Regions from separate parts of the Gasterosteus aculeatus genome. Here region 2 is linked to region 1. A link is a contact called in public Hi-C data. All regions are on one chromosome and are shown on one strand. The core of a region is the stretch at or near the end of the contact, and the rest is flanking DNA. Distances in the headings are between cores, read along the strand shown.

Region 1 (7,003 bases), core at 2,811-5,310:
TCGCCGCAGGTTGTTGCCATCGACTTAAAGGGCCTTTTAAGTCCATCGGCAAAACAGCCCAAATGAAAATAACAAACCGGTCTCTGGATTTGATGGAAGACCATTGAATATGTGTTAAATACGTCCTGACTTAGTGTTCCACTTCAGTCACTCAAACAAATGTCCCAGCTGTTAGTCCTGAATAACTGTTATTAGCAGTGCTTGCCTCTTGAATCCTTGTGACGTGCTCGTTTACTTTGTCTCGGCAGTCGCAGCGGCACGTGACCGACCTGTATGAAGACCTTCGAGATGGACACAACCTGATCTCGCTGTTGGAGGTGCTCTCCGGGGACACGCTGGTAAGTGTCGCCCGGTGTCTGACGTGAGGCCGAGGCGAGGGGGGCGCAAAACGGGGGGCCTGTCTCTTTAAGCTCCCAGACGTCCTGCAAACCAAAACCTAATCCAGCACTTCAGTCTTCAGTCGGTTGGTAAAAATGTCGTCCCCGTGGCAACAAGTCGTGACCAGTCGCAGCCACGTTGTCAGTCAGGAGCTTATTATGGGCTTTACTTGCCAAACAAAAGCCTCATTTAGCAACTCGGGTCCAGGATCCCTTTCTCCGTTCTCCCAGCCGTCTGTCTGATGCATAACCATTGTATTCAGCTGGGACGTTACCCTTTCTCAGGGTTTACAAACAGGCTCCGTACTGAAGCTGCTCTGCTGCTGTAGTGCACTGCTCCCTCCACCAGCTCTGCTTCTGAACGCCTCCATAGCCTTGATACATTAACACCACTTTGGCCTGTGTGTGTGTGTGTGTGTGTGCGCGCGCACTATACTGCTATCTGACGTACCTATCCACTTCTCTACTCCTCCTCCTCCTCCTCACACTCTTCCTAACCCCCTGGCCTCCTCTTTTCCTCGCTGTGACCCCTGTCTGTCTGTGTGGGGATCTCGGCCTCCTCTCTTTGCACTGCTCTTGCTGGGGTTAGCCGAGGGAGCGAGACGTGGTCAGCAGCGCTCGGTTGGTGAGTGGGTCAATAACTTTTAGTTCTATTTGTTATTAGGATTATAATTGTTATCATTCATCTGTACTCACTCAGGGAGTCGCTGTGCATGGTAGCCAGACCCTTCATTACCGTTGGCGAAGTGTTTTGTTTGCTCTTTCCATTCTTTCATTCATTGACCTGCTTGCATTGAGCATTTTGGCTGTTGGAACATGTTTAGTTATGAATAAGTGCTGCTGACACTTGCATTAACCAACTTGGCTGTTTGGGGCTGTACTTTGCACAGCAGTATTTTGACTGGTGACATTTGGTTGGGAACTATTTATATAGCTTTTTAATGTCGTATTTACATTTTAAATTCAAAGAGAACTAATATAACTTAACGTTATTCATTATGAGTTCTTCATTGCTTGCTGATTTAAATCATACAAAAACTACGAACGGCCTCGCTTATTGTTATTTACAGCATATTTTCTTTTTTTTTCCCCCATATTTGGGAACAACAGGACTAAATCAAAATAATGAGTCACAAGAAATCCTAGAAGCATCCAAAATTTAGCAGTTGTTTCCCTTCTCTCCCTCCCTTCTTTCTGTTTAAATGTCTGTCTATATGCTTTTCTGTTTTACGTCCCTTCATGTCTCTGTTTTGATTGAATGCTTATAGTTTTCCTCAAGCGATTACTAGATGTTACTAAACCCCTCTTCCTCTCTCCAGCCCAGAGAGAAGGGACGCATGCGATTCCACAAGCTGCAGAATGTACAGATAGCCCTGGACTTCCTCAGACACCGGCAGGTAAGACACACATGAGGGTCGATGCTTGTGCGTTCACGAGATGCTGTAGTCAGGAAAATAATCCCACTCCCGTTTGTCTTCTCAGGTCAAGCTGGTCAACATCAGAAACGATGACATAGCAGATGGGAACCCCAAGCTCACGCTGGGGTTAATATGGACCATCATCCTTCACTTCCAGGTCTCCTCCTCTGTCAGTGCTTTGTTCCGTTATTTTATCGCCCCGTACCACCGCCTGTGGGATCTGCGGTTTCCTGGGACCAATCGGAATGGATTCTGCTCTCCAAATTCTCTCTCTAATCAAAACAGAACGCGTTCCAAACTTAAATTCCAGAAGCTTTCACCGCTAAATGTCAACAGTTCTAACAAGTCTGGTGTGCTTCGGCTGATTTATGGGCAGCACACAGGGAATAAAAGCCAATCAGGGCGTGTACGTATGAGTCACTCCCAACGGAGGGGGTGTCAGGCCGAGTGTACAGCCTGTTGTCCTGCTTCTCTCCCGGCGGAAATCCCTGGCAGAGCCACACCTTCTCGTATCCAAAATGATTCAGATGTTGTTGGTGGTGAGAGTGGTGATCTGGTGACGCTGTAGATCCACATAATGAGTCTTTATACTTTCATACAAAAGAGAGGTAAAATGTCTGGGCTCAGTCCGCTGGTGAGTCAGAGTCGAGTGGGGAGAGAGGAAAGTTCCAGTCAAGTTAAATCTCCTGATTCATTTAATTTACTGCGGAAATGAGAAGGAAATGCTCTAAAGCAATTAATGGTTCAAAAACAGAAATGAAATAGTTGCCCAAAAATAGGCATGATCAAAACACCCGGATGAGTGGTCCATTTAGCCTAAGTGCTTTTCATAGAAGAATGTGAAAAGAAATCTGCAAAAGAGGTGACATCCCATCACTTTATTTGAAAATTCCTCATTTGAAGAACCTGCTAGTTGAGTAGACGAACCAGCACAGACTTCTGGATGTTTTATTCTAAAATGAACTATGGGGGTCTGGTGATTCGATTCAAATTACATCCTACGGTTTCCAATAAAGACTATTCCACATTTTCTCAAATGTATGTATTTGTATTTACATATATATTCATATATATACTTACATATTTTCACAGATCTCTGATATCCAGATCAACGGCCAGTCAGAAGACATGACAGCCAAGGAGAAGCTGCTGATCTGGTCCCAGAGGATGACCAACGGCTACCAGGGCATCCGCTGTGATAACTTCACCACCAGCTGGAGGGACGGCAAGCTCTTCAACGCCGTCATACACAAACACCAGTGAGTGGGTCTTTTGTTGCTGGTTATTTATTGGAATGTGAAACGATAGCACTGGCAGGGGAATCCGTTAGAATGTGTTCACTGTCAAATAGAAATACGTTTTATAAAAAGCCCGGGACTATGTAATAGGACTAGAGGTTCTGTGTCTTGTCATGACATGTCATCAATCGGGAGTTTTGATTAAAATATATTAACTGCAGCGCAGCAGGAGTGGCCCCTTTGCTAAGCTTCCAAGTGTCAAATTACACTTCATAAGGCCAGATTGAGCATAACTATGTTATTAAATCACATACAGCAAGTGTCTATTCCAGTCTAAATTATGTCAGATGTCCATTAAATTAAAATACAATTTTTAACTGTCTAGATCACAATGCCCAAATTAATAATTTACCTTTATCTGTTTAATCAGGTACTAAAACGTGATTATCTTATTTTCTTATTTGGACCTATTTTCTACTTACTGCTCCTGCTAGTAATGCTGCTTTGCATTGATGGTTCTCCATTTCAAGCCTTCGGGCTACAAATACCACTAATAGCGGTGGCAATGAGTCAGTCTACCAGCTAAAGACGATAATTCCTCTATTAAAGATGATGAGCTTAATAGATAATAAAGTCCTTAGGGCTCACTACCAAATATGTAAATTCCTCTACAGTTGTTGTGTGTCTATGTCATATAATTAGTGGTTAAGGATCGCTTTGTGTGGGAGCATCCTGGGAAATGAATAAACGTTTATTTCTCAGGAAGATTTGTGAAGGCATTTGCTGTTGGTTGGTTCCTTTTAAGTTCTAACAAAAGGATTCGTGCAGATGAGTCCAGAGAGAGAAGTTAAATGCAAAGTGCATCAGAGCCATTATGCACCGAAATAAAGGAAGGCCGGCGGGGACACGTTTTTTTTTTTTAAACTGGAACATGCAGCTGAAATCTTACTCTCTCTCTCTCGCCCTGTTATTGGAGACACCTGAGGCTGGATTAGTTCTGCCTTTCATAGCGGCCGGGGGTGTGGTGTGTGGGCGTAACTGTGGCGCTCTTGTGCCGCTACATGAAAACCGCGTCGCTGCTCGGTGTGTCGGCACAGTTCAGAGCAGCCGGCTGCAGAATCTGCATCGATTCAGATAATTGACCAGGGTTCATGTAGAGCCGTGTGAAGGGTCACGAATTGACTTTGCAACGGTCGACTTGGTCGTCATGTGGAAAGGAGCAGTGACTGAGCTTTACCAGTAGGAGGCTTTTGCGTCCCAGAAACCCTGCGGAACTATTAAGTGGATCTTCACCTGACGATAGGCAACTGAGACAATGCGATGGACTGATTCACATGCAACCATCGAGCCACCGACAGACCTGTGAAGCCGGAAGGCCATCCAGTAGCGACTGGACCAGGACCCTCTGGGCGGATTTCCAGATGCTCAGCATGAGGAAGAACTCCAAGAAGAAGAAGGGAAGCGCGTCACGATCTCTCAGCGACTCGGCCGACCGGGTGGTCATGGTGTGCGAGGATGTCCCATCAGAGGGATCGTCCGGGGACTCCGGGCGGGGCTCCACGAGCTCAGGGGCCCTGGCCGGTGGGGACAAACTGTGCCACGGGTGTAGTTCCCGTAGCTTTCAGGAAAAAAGAGGACGGAGCGTGAGCAGCTCCTCGAGGCCGGCGAACCAGAGCTCGGTGCGAGGAATCCGCCGAACGGAGGCTTCGCCTGCCCGCGGACCGACGGGAGGCCGCTCCACGCTATGCATCAGAGAGCTGTATGAACCTGCTGCATCTGTTGCTCGCTGCACATTAGGGATTTGCAAACTAAGTATCCGAATCAGCACGGCGGGGATATACGTGCATTTAAAACGGCTAAATTATATTATGAAGAAATTCAGTCAGGTATGCGTGCGCGGCAGATGTATTCAAACATTCAGTTCTGCAGTTTTAAGACGTTTCAATGCCCGGGGAGTCATTCCAGCTGTGGACTCTTTGACATCTGCCGGGTAGAGTCAAACAGCCAGAGGACATAAATGCAGTTGCTCATACACGTCTGTCAGAAAGTGGGACGAGTTTGATAAAGCCGGTGGCAGAAAATGTTAATGTTGTTTGCACTTAGCCCTCAATTCTAAATACATTTTTACTTTGTGAGGCTGAAAATACAACACAATTTGTGACGCTTCTGCTTTTAATTACAGCTTTACAGCTGCTCTAATTTGCTGTTATCAAATATATTATGTACGTTTTGTTATAAAGACTCAAAATGCATTATAGTCACTGAATTTATCGGCTGGAGATTAATTGTCCATGTTTTGTGCTCCCTTAGTCCCAGGCTCATCGACATGGGCCAAGTGTACCGACAGACCAACCTGCAGAACCTGGAACACGCCTTCCACGTGGCAGAGAGCGACCTGGGGGTGACCCGCCTGCTGGACCCCGAGGGTAAGGCTGGCGCAGAGACAATTTAATCGTAATTATATTGCATATTGTGTTTTGCAGCGTTATTCCCAGTTCTTGGCTCGCAAGCATTCATTTGCAACAAGAACTAACGAGATGTCCTTTCAGACGTCGATGTCCCACACCCTGATGAGAAGTCCATCATCACCTACGTGTCATCCCTGTACGACGCTATGCCGCGGCTCGATGCACACGACGGCGCCAGAGCGAACGTGAGCAGATCTCCTCCCATCGCACGACTCTTCTTTGACGCTTAACTGATGACAGAAATCAATGGATGTGCTTCAGTGGACGCGAGCGTTTGCTCTGATTGGATGTGATTTAATGCTTGACGACTTGCGGGTCTTGTGACTGCTTTTCAATTAGCGCTTTATTGTTTTCAGCTAAATTTACTCCTGCTTTCCGCGAGACGTCTCGTGAAACCAATTGTCACAGGAAATTAGCAACCGGTGTTGTCGACACGTAACATATGTTCATGCATAAATACAGTGTAGTAGGTTATACACTTGTTATTTCAAACAATTCAAACATAACAAATGAAAGTCGATATATATATATATATATATATATATCAAATGCAAAATACAGAAATTCTCTCAATATAATATCCATATATTCATATCCAGCCATTGGTCAGATATTACTTACTTAATGACGCGACCTGCTGCACACTCTGGCTCCTTAGCCCCGCCCCCCTCCACACACACACAAAGCCTGGGCTGTTTGGTGCCTAATTGAGTTTAGCGTGCTGTGCGACGAGGGAGAATAAGCGCGCTCCCGTGTGTCCTTGTTAAACTCCCGACTGGCCTTCTCTGCTGTGGCGGCTGCAGGAGCTGGAGCTGCGCTGGCAGGAGTACTACGAGCTGGTGACTCTTCTGCTCCAGTGGAACCGCCACCATGTCACCATCTTCCAGGAGAGGAAGTTCCCCGCCAGCTACGAGGAGATAGAGGTGAGACGATGCGCTGGTCCGACGCCGCTCTATTAAATATCAGTCTTTTGTTTAGGCTCGGAGTTGAGCAGCACTCAAGAGCATCTTAATGCACAATTAATACAGATCGCGTGTCCTAATCATCAAAGTGTTCTATCGTTGGATCGAGGAACGCGCCTAGACAATGTCTAACTAGGGACAGAACTGTGTCCCCTGGCATTGTTGTGCTGTAGGTGGGGCAGGGTGGGTGCTGAGGACATGCTGGACCTAATCCCGAGAAGCATGATCACTGTGCCACTCCCTGTCCGCGCCGCAGAACAAAAGCATAGCGTGACTTCAGCATTTTCCTTAATTCTCTCTGAAATCAGAGTATTATGCAAAGGTCAGATATTACTTTTTAAAGTCTGTTTAGAGAGCGAGTAACAGGCAGTGAGGTTGTTTAAGTCACAATATTACACCAGTCATGTGAATGCCCCTCATTGTGTAGAGACTTTAAAACTGTAACCTGATTTGCTAACGTGCTAATGCGCTTATGCTATTTCGGAAAGTAGGATTTTAAATCAATTTCAATGTGCAAAACAGTACGTCATTCAGGAGATA
Region 2 (6,485 bases), core at 3,067-5,566, 37 kb before region 1:
GTCTGTTCTCATAATGCAGCATCAAAGATGAGTTAAAGCTTTCGAGGTCAATGGATGCTGACTGCGGCCGCTTCTCTTCTCCAGCGGCTCCCTAAATGGCCAGTTTATGCACTAACGCGCATCATGCCGCGTGCTCTCTGCCGCGTGCGATGTTGCCATGCTGCAGACTCTCAGTCCAGAGACCACGGGGGAAGCGATTCTACCTCTCGCTCAAAGGCGTTTTGCCGTCACACTCTCTGCGATTTAACGTGAAAGAAATTCCCACTGGGCTTCCATCAGGCCGCAGCACGATTCAAAGACGTCCCACAGAGCGAGGAAGAAGTCGGGCGCTGTCAGTTAATGTCTGTGTCTGGCCCATGGAGGTTTGTCCGTCTGCCGGTGACTGCTGAACTGAGGTGTTAAAGCACAGTGTGGACTGCTGGAACGTGTGTTAGGTGCAGTCTGTCCCCAGACTTGGTCGAAATAGATTCCCACGAGTCCACATCGCTGCAAAATGTCACTACTCACTGTAGAATTACATTACATGTCATTTAGCTGACGCTTTTATCCAAAGCGACTTAAAATAAGTGCAACCATAGGGATACAAACTCAGGGGAGCATGAAGCAAGAAAGTGCAATCTCCTCAAATAAGCCAATTTAAAGTGTGCTAAAGATAAGTGGCATAAGTACAATTTTTAAGTGCTACAATTTGTTAGTGTTTTAGTGGAGGTAGAGTCTGGAGAGGTGTGTCTTTAGTTTGCGGCGGAAGATGTGAAGGCTCTCTGCGCTCCTGCTGTCTTCAGAGAGCTCGTTCCATCATTTCGGAGCAATTATTGGCCATTGCCGAAATACTGTCGAAGCGGCACTGAGACTATTTTACGGATGACGGCCTTTTCATTTTCAGTTAGTTGGTCAGTCCGTGAAAATAACGTGTTTTGAGGGTATCGCCGGGGTTTGTCATTGCCGATGATAGTCATCAAGTCCTCTTTCTTGACTTCTGGTCGACACCAAATATTTATGAGAGGTCCCGTGTTGTAAATTGAGTGTGGAGATGGGAAAGGGACGGGATGGGGGAGGATCCATAGACTGACTGTCCTGAGCTGCGTTGGTGGATCCAGTGGTTTTCATGCTCGACACTCGGGACAGGACTAGTGACTATCAGAGGCATTTGCCTCTGTGATTTGCAAGACATCCAACTTTGTTTAAGTGCAATTGCTTTTTTATCTTCATACAGATTTTTACTACCTCTACCTGACTTTAATGAAGCAGAGCGGAGTCCCTCTAGAAACGCAGCGACATCACCAAACAATCGTATACTTTAACAATCAGCACAATGGACTGACAGAACAGAACAGAATGCACTGCTTGGTCCGACTTTGTGGTAGACATGTCCTCTCAATGAACCGAAAGCCCGACCTTTGACCTCTGGCCGCCATGGCGTGACTAATAAATGGCCGTCCCTTTCCTAACAAAATAGTGCTTTCCTGTCCCACGACGTTGTCCTTGATACACATATTTTGAAGACATCACTATCCGACAGCAGAGCGTCCATCCGGGAAATGGGACCCTGGCCGCTGCTCTTTTAGGATGCTCCCTCTCACACCCCGTTGTTCTGTGTATTCATTCGATTATCATCCCCAAGCTAACAACACGATTTGGTATCACATGTAACGTGTCATACGAGCAACACTAAGCAGCTTTGTTACCTGGAAATAATGTGACATGTTACATAACTACTGTAGATTCCTCTCTATCCTTCGTGGTGAAGATGCTAAAGTGCCGTCGTCAGAGTCCAGCTTCTTTAAATAAAACTTTTTAATCGATTCTCCTCACTTTAAAATGCCGCCTTTATGGAATAATGTCCTACCATACACACTATCTAATGCATATATGGTTTGTGATATTAATAGGAATGGGGCTGGATAATAAATCAATTGATTAACAGTAAATTTTATTTAGAGCCTCTGATCGTCATCTTAAACCAAATTAATTAATACATCAATAAAAGCATCGGGTGAATCACTTGCACTTGCAAACCATTAGCAGCTAGTGTTGAGAGTTGTTTTCCTGCTCCTATTGGTCATCGAGTACGTCTTGAATGAAGTAGTAAAATGATTGGACTCTTGTTCAGTAGATCCTGAAGAAGACATAACCGTATAAAACGAGCTGCAAAATGTGAGGCACGAGGGGCTTAAATTAAATCCATCTAACCTTTAAAGAGGGCCGCTAAAATGTAATGATCCTCACCATAACTTAGAAGTTTAATGTGTCAAATATCTACCTCGAGTATTCACCATAAACACTTGGGACAGTCAGCTGCTCGTGCGGCCCTTTTTTTAGAAGGCCCATGTCGTGAGGTGAAGATTTAACTCCGTGTTGGTTACTGAGGAGAAACACTATAGCGCTGATGGTGCACACATGAGTCTCACGTGCACAGGAAACCGTACTGGTGTTCATGTTGGGAATGTTCCACACAGTAGTGCAGCGAGGTGGGTGGTAAGTGCTCGGGGGGGCCGAGTGGAATGACCCCAGTGTGAAGGACAGCAGTAAAATCGGAGCCTTTCTTTAGAAATACTGTCCGAGTGTTTAAGCTTGCGGATGATTTTTATTGTTTTTCCTGCGTTGCACTCGTAATCATTTTCTCATCGTTTAAAATGTGGTAGCGGAAGATCCACTACAAGCTCTGCATTGTGTAAAAGTGTGATCGGTATATCTTTATAGATATCTATATAGATATCGCTGCTCAGATATTGGTTGAACTCCTTTTATATGCTTACAGAGTGTAATCAAAATAATCATTTCATGTTGGCAGCATCTTCACTTGGAGATAGAGGTTTTTCACTGGACAGGGCGGGGATGATGAACCTGAATCTGAAAGTGTAATATATTTTAAAATGTAAATACCAAGGTGTACAAATACATTTTGTACAATTAATATTATTAAATTACCTTCGTTACATTCCTCCAATGACGGCTCCATTAGAATTGATTCGCACAGCGGGTCGAGCTGTGAATATATTTGGCACCAATGTTACCTCTAACCGAGCTTGATGAGAGCTTGAATCATATTTGATAAGATATCAATGTGTCAGTTTGTCTGCATGAATTATTCTGCATACCATAGGTGAGTCTGAAAGGTATAGTGCTAAGGACTTTGGAATAGCTGTGAGTACGGTGACCCTGCTGGAATAGTTTTTACCATCATGCTTTGCAGGACCCAACTTGCTTTTGCTCTGCATGCCCAGTAGATGGTGATATTACCCAGGAAACTTGACTTTGCCTCCTGGGCGTGTTATTCGTATCCAGGGATTATTCTCACGTAATGTTCTGTGCAGCCAAATTCCCAGAGATCAAGGTCTCTCCTCACTTTGTTGCAAAAATCGCTTCATCTGCCGCGGAGGTCCCCCGAGGGTCCAAGAGCGTGGTGATGAATGTGTAACTGAGCTCTTTGTCGGACGGCCATTCAGTGTTCCAGCGTCTTTGCAAAGGCCTCTGCTAATGCAAAACACTCGGCCTATGATTCAACCCTGCAGGTTGCAGTTCAGCACATGTGTCCATGAGAGATGTAGTAACTTTACCCATACTTTCTGTTATGTGACATGGCATACTCCTATTTTTATTCTTCACTGGGCGTGTACTCATACCTGTTTCTCTTTCTGTCTTTCAGGTGAGTGCCTCTCCTCCTCCTGTGGTGTCTGCGTTGTCGGAGGATGATCCGGAATGTGAACTTCCGCTCAAATTTAAGACTCTTGTTTAAGCTTTGAATGTCACATTTCCCTTAATGACATGGTTGCATCACCAGGTCAGTGACATGTGTTCTGTGCCGACCACTTTAAACCATCATTCCATCATTCGTTCACTTCAACACCTGCTTTAATTGCTGAGCAGAGCTCGGTCCAGACCTTCACTCACAGGCCATGGTTTTTCTCATTAGTACATCTATCTAGAAGTCTTGATAAACCAGCGGTGATCTGTGATAACCCGGGTGTAGCTTACCCCGTACGACAGTGTGTTTTCTCACGGTGTTTAAGGAAGCATCTTAATCCCCGGGGGGAGTCTCTGTGTAAATATCTACAGGAGAAATGCCTTCATATACTGCTGCAGTGAACGTGAATGTTGCTGAAGAGGGGGGGGACAATGCCCGCTCAGATACGTTATTCATAAAGTAGAAATGCCAACAACGTGTGCGCGTGTGTGTGCACGTGCGCGTGCGTGTGAGTGCGTGTGGTGTTCAAAGTCGGCAAACTCGTGTCGGCGGTCTCGCTGTGGGTGGTTGGAACGAGGGCGGGCCATGTGATGGTGCAGATATCTCCCTCTGCCCCCGGCGCTCTTCAGGAAGCGAGATGGATCATCATTCCAGCTGATCCGACTGGTTTGGCTTTCTATTCAGAGAGCAGGCGGCCATTAGAGCCCGTCCGCCGCCTGCGCGGGGTGTAACTCCCCTGCAGCGCGCCGTCGGGCTTTGGCTTTGCCCTCAGGGTGAACTGTTTGTTCTGATGTGCGTTGGATGCGTATGAGTGGACGCAGCTCAACCGTCCCCACAGATCCTTTCATGGGTGCGTTCACTGATGGATCCAAATGCGTGTTTCTCCTGTTTAGTCCCCACACACACTTGGCCAAACTGTTACTACTGACTGTTACCTGTCAGGGTTTTCATTATAGGAGGGTTTTTATGTTTTTTTATTGGTACTATTCATGCTAAATGACTCAACTGTATTGTTCAGTGTTGGAGCAGCTCCTGCTCACTGGCTCCTAGTTAATATTTGGGAAAATAAGCTTCCCATTGTTCGGGCTTTTATTTTTCTGCCAAAGGCAGGAGTTTTTTTTGTAGGTGTCACGGTGGAAAAACAGGATGTGGAGTCAGCTCAGCAATGCTCACGAGAGTAAGAAAAGAAAGGAAAAGCAAAAAGCCATCTCCCGCGGCACTGAGGACACTTGAATGGAAACTCGATGAGACTAAATTTGATAGAAAATTTATAACAATTGACACGGCAACTCGATCGTTAGGCCTTGCCGACGCCTTAGTTTGTCCATGCCTGCAGGCTGTTGTACTCTGATCATGCACCTTAACAGAGCGCATTGTTCCAGCAGCGGAGCCGCTCTGGGTGTGCCGTATTCATTCCCGTTGGACTCCTGCCAGTCTCACAGACAACGCTCTCTGAAATGAAAGTTCAGCCCTGTTGCTTGGAATTAGAACTTCAAGGTAAAAAGCAAACATCCTGGTGGTGTTGCGGGTTCGCGTCCAGCACCGACTCAAACTGAAGAAGAACACGTTAGTTTGCTTTTTTGTTGTTCACCCAATTTAATTATACTCTGCTGCACAAGGGGCCGTCAATCACACACAACAAGAGCAGTTCCTTTAGTTCATGAGTTCCTGTGAAACACACAAGCATTTAGTCAGAAAGAATCGTCAGGGGAGTGTTGAGGATTTATTAAGTTTCATTTCTGCCCCTTTTTCAGCAACTTTTTTTTTTTCCTGCATACCTGTCTGCAATTGTACCGCGGGCCCAGTGTGTCCTCGCCTCTGTCAGGCGGCAGGATTTCAGGAAAGTAAATCTTGATTTAGGATCAACGGATAAGACACACTTCCCGGTTATGTTCCAGCGCTTCAGTGAGCAGCAGCATTGATTGCAAACCGTCATGGTCTCCCCCACGCTGGAGTCGCACGAGCCCTCTTGTGGGTGGTTCAACTCATTTCACGAATGTCACAGATTATAACGACGGTGAGTCAGCGGCGGGTGCAACTTCAATCTGAAAAAAAAGCTGCCTATGGGAGAAGGGGCCTTTTCTTCTCTCAGCCACGAACAGACGTCGCCCTCTTCCCTCTGAGGAAAGAAAGAATGCAACTGATTCATTCTCTCCAGATGGAGCCGTTTAATGGTGGAGAGGATAATAAATAATATACAATAAACCTGTCGCTGTGTGTGTACGTGCGTAGCGACACGCATGCTGGTGTTCGTACGCGAGTAGTCACCTGTGTTGTGTTTGTGTGTGTGGGTGCGATTAGAAGCTGACCGTCAGGGTGCCTGTCTATAAATACATCTCACCCTCTTCAGGTTACAATGCAAATCCTCACGTTGTGGCAGCGAGGAGAGTCGCAGCCCGGATCCTGTGTCAGGTTTTGTTGTTTGACTGCCGGGTCGCCCGTGGCAACGGCAGCCGGCCCCACGTTTCCCAGAGACCTCAACCGCGGATGGGCACATGGTATTTGACTAACCTGTGGGCTGCGTTGCTACAGCAACCAAAGCATGGCATGGCCACACCCATGTGTGCTTTGCAGACGCTGAGTCATTGATTAAACAGTTGAAGACGTTGTTTCGGATATGTATGTTGTCTTTAAGCAGATGTTTCCTCTACTGTGCTTTTTGCACACAAACGCAGATTAAAGGAAGTGTGACTGGGCTCCGTCATAAGTCTGTGTGTCTGTATGGCACAAACTGGTTTTCCCCGGCCGGCACTGCCAGACCTGTTGCTGCAGCCAATTTAAACCCTCCTCACTAACCAGA

The links. A called contact is a pair of places that touch in the nucleus more often than the background predicts.
Region 2: a contact with region 1 is called in a Hi-C map of skeletal muscle, with 2.7 times the contacts expected there. The contact joins two enhancer-like sites. A contact is called at or near these places in 2 of 6 Hi-C or Micro-C datasets (both in skeletal muscle).

What each region holds. Positions count from the first base shown.
Region 1 is chr20:16,091,853-16,098,855 of fGasAcu3.hap1.1, reverse strand. It overlaps plecb (plectin b), which reads left to right. Exons shown (of 35, transcript XM_078095378.1): 4 at 249-338; 5 at 1,697-1,774; 6 at 1,860-1,952; 7 at 2,888-3,054; 8 at 5,344-5,459; 9 at 5,583-5,686; 10 at 6,305-6,424. Among protein-coding and RNA genes, the nearest start is that of LOC144389746, 12 kb to the left of the region's middle. Within about 2 kb of position 4,060, at least 3 of the 9 cell types and tissues checked have open chromatin away from gene starts, as enhancers often do.
Region 2 is chr20:16,129,367-16,135,851 of fGasAcu3.hap1.1, reverse strand. All of the region lies in intron 2 of plecb (plectin b), which reads left to right. Among protein-coding and RNA genes, the nearest start is that of LOC144389746, 26 kb to the right of the region's middle. Within about 2 kb of position 4,316, at least 3 of the 9 cell types and tissues checked have open chromatin away from gene starts, as enhancers often do.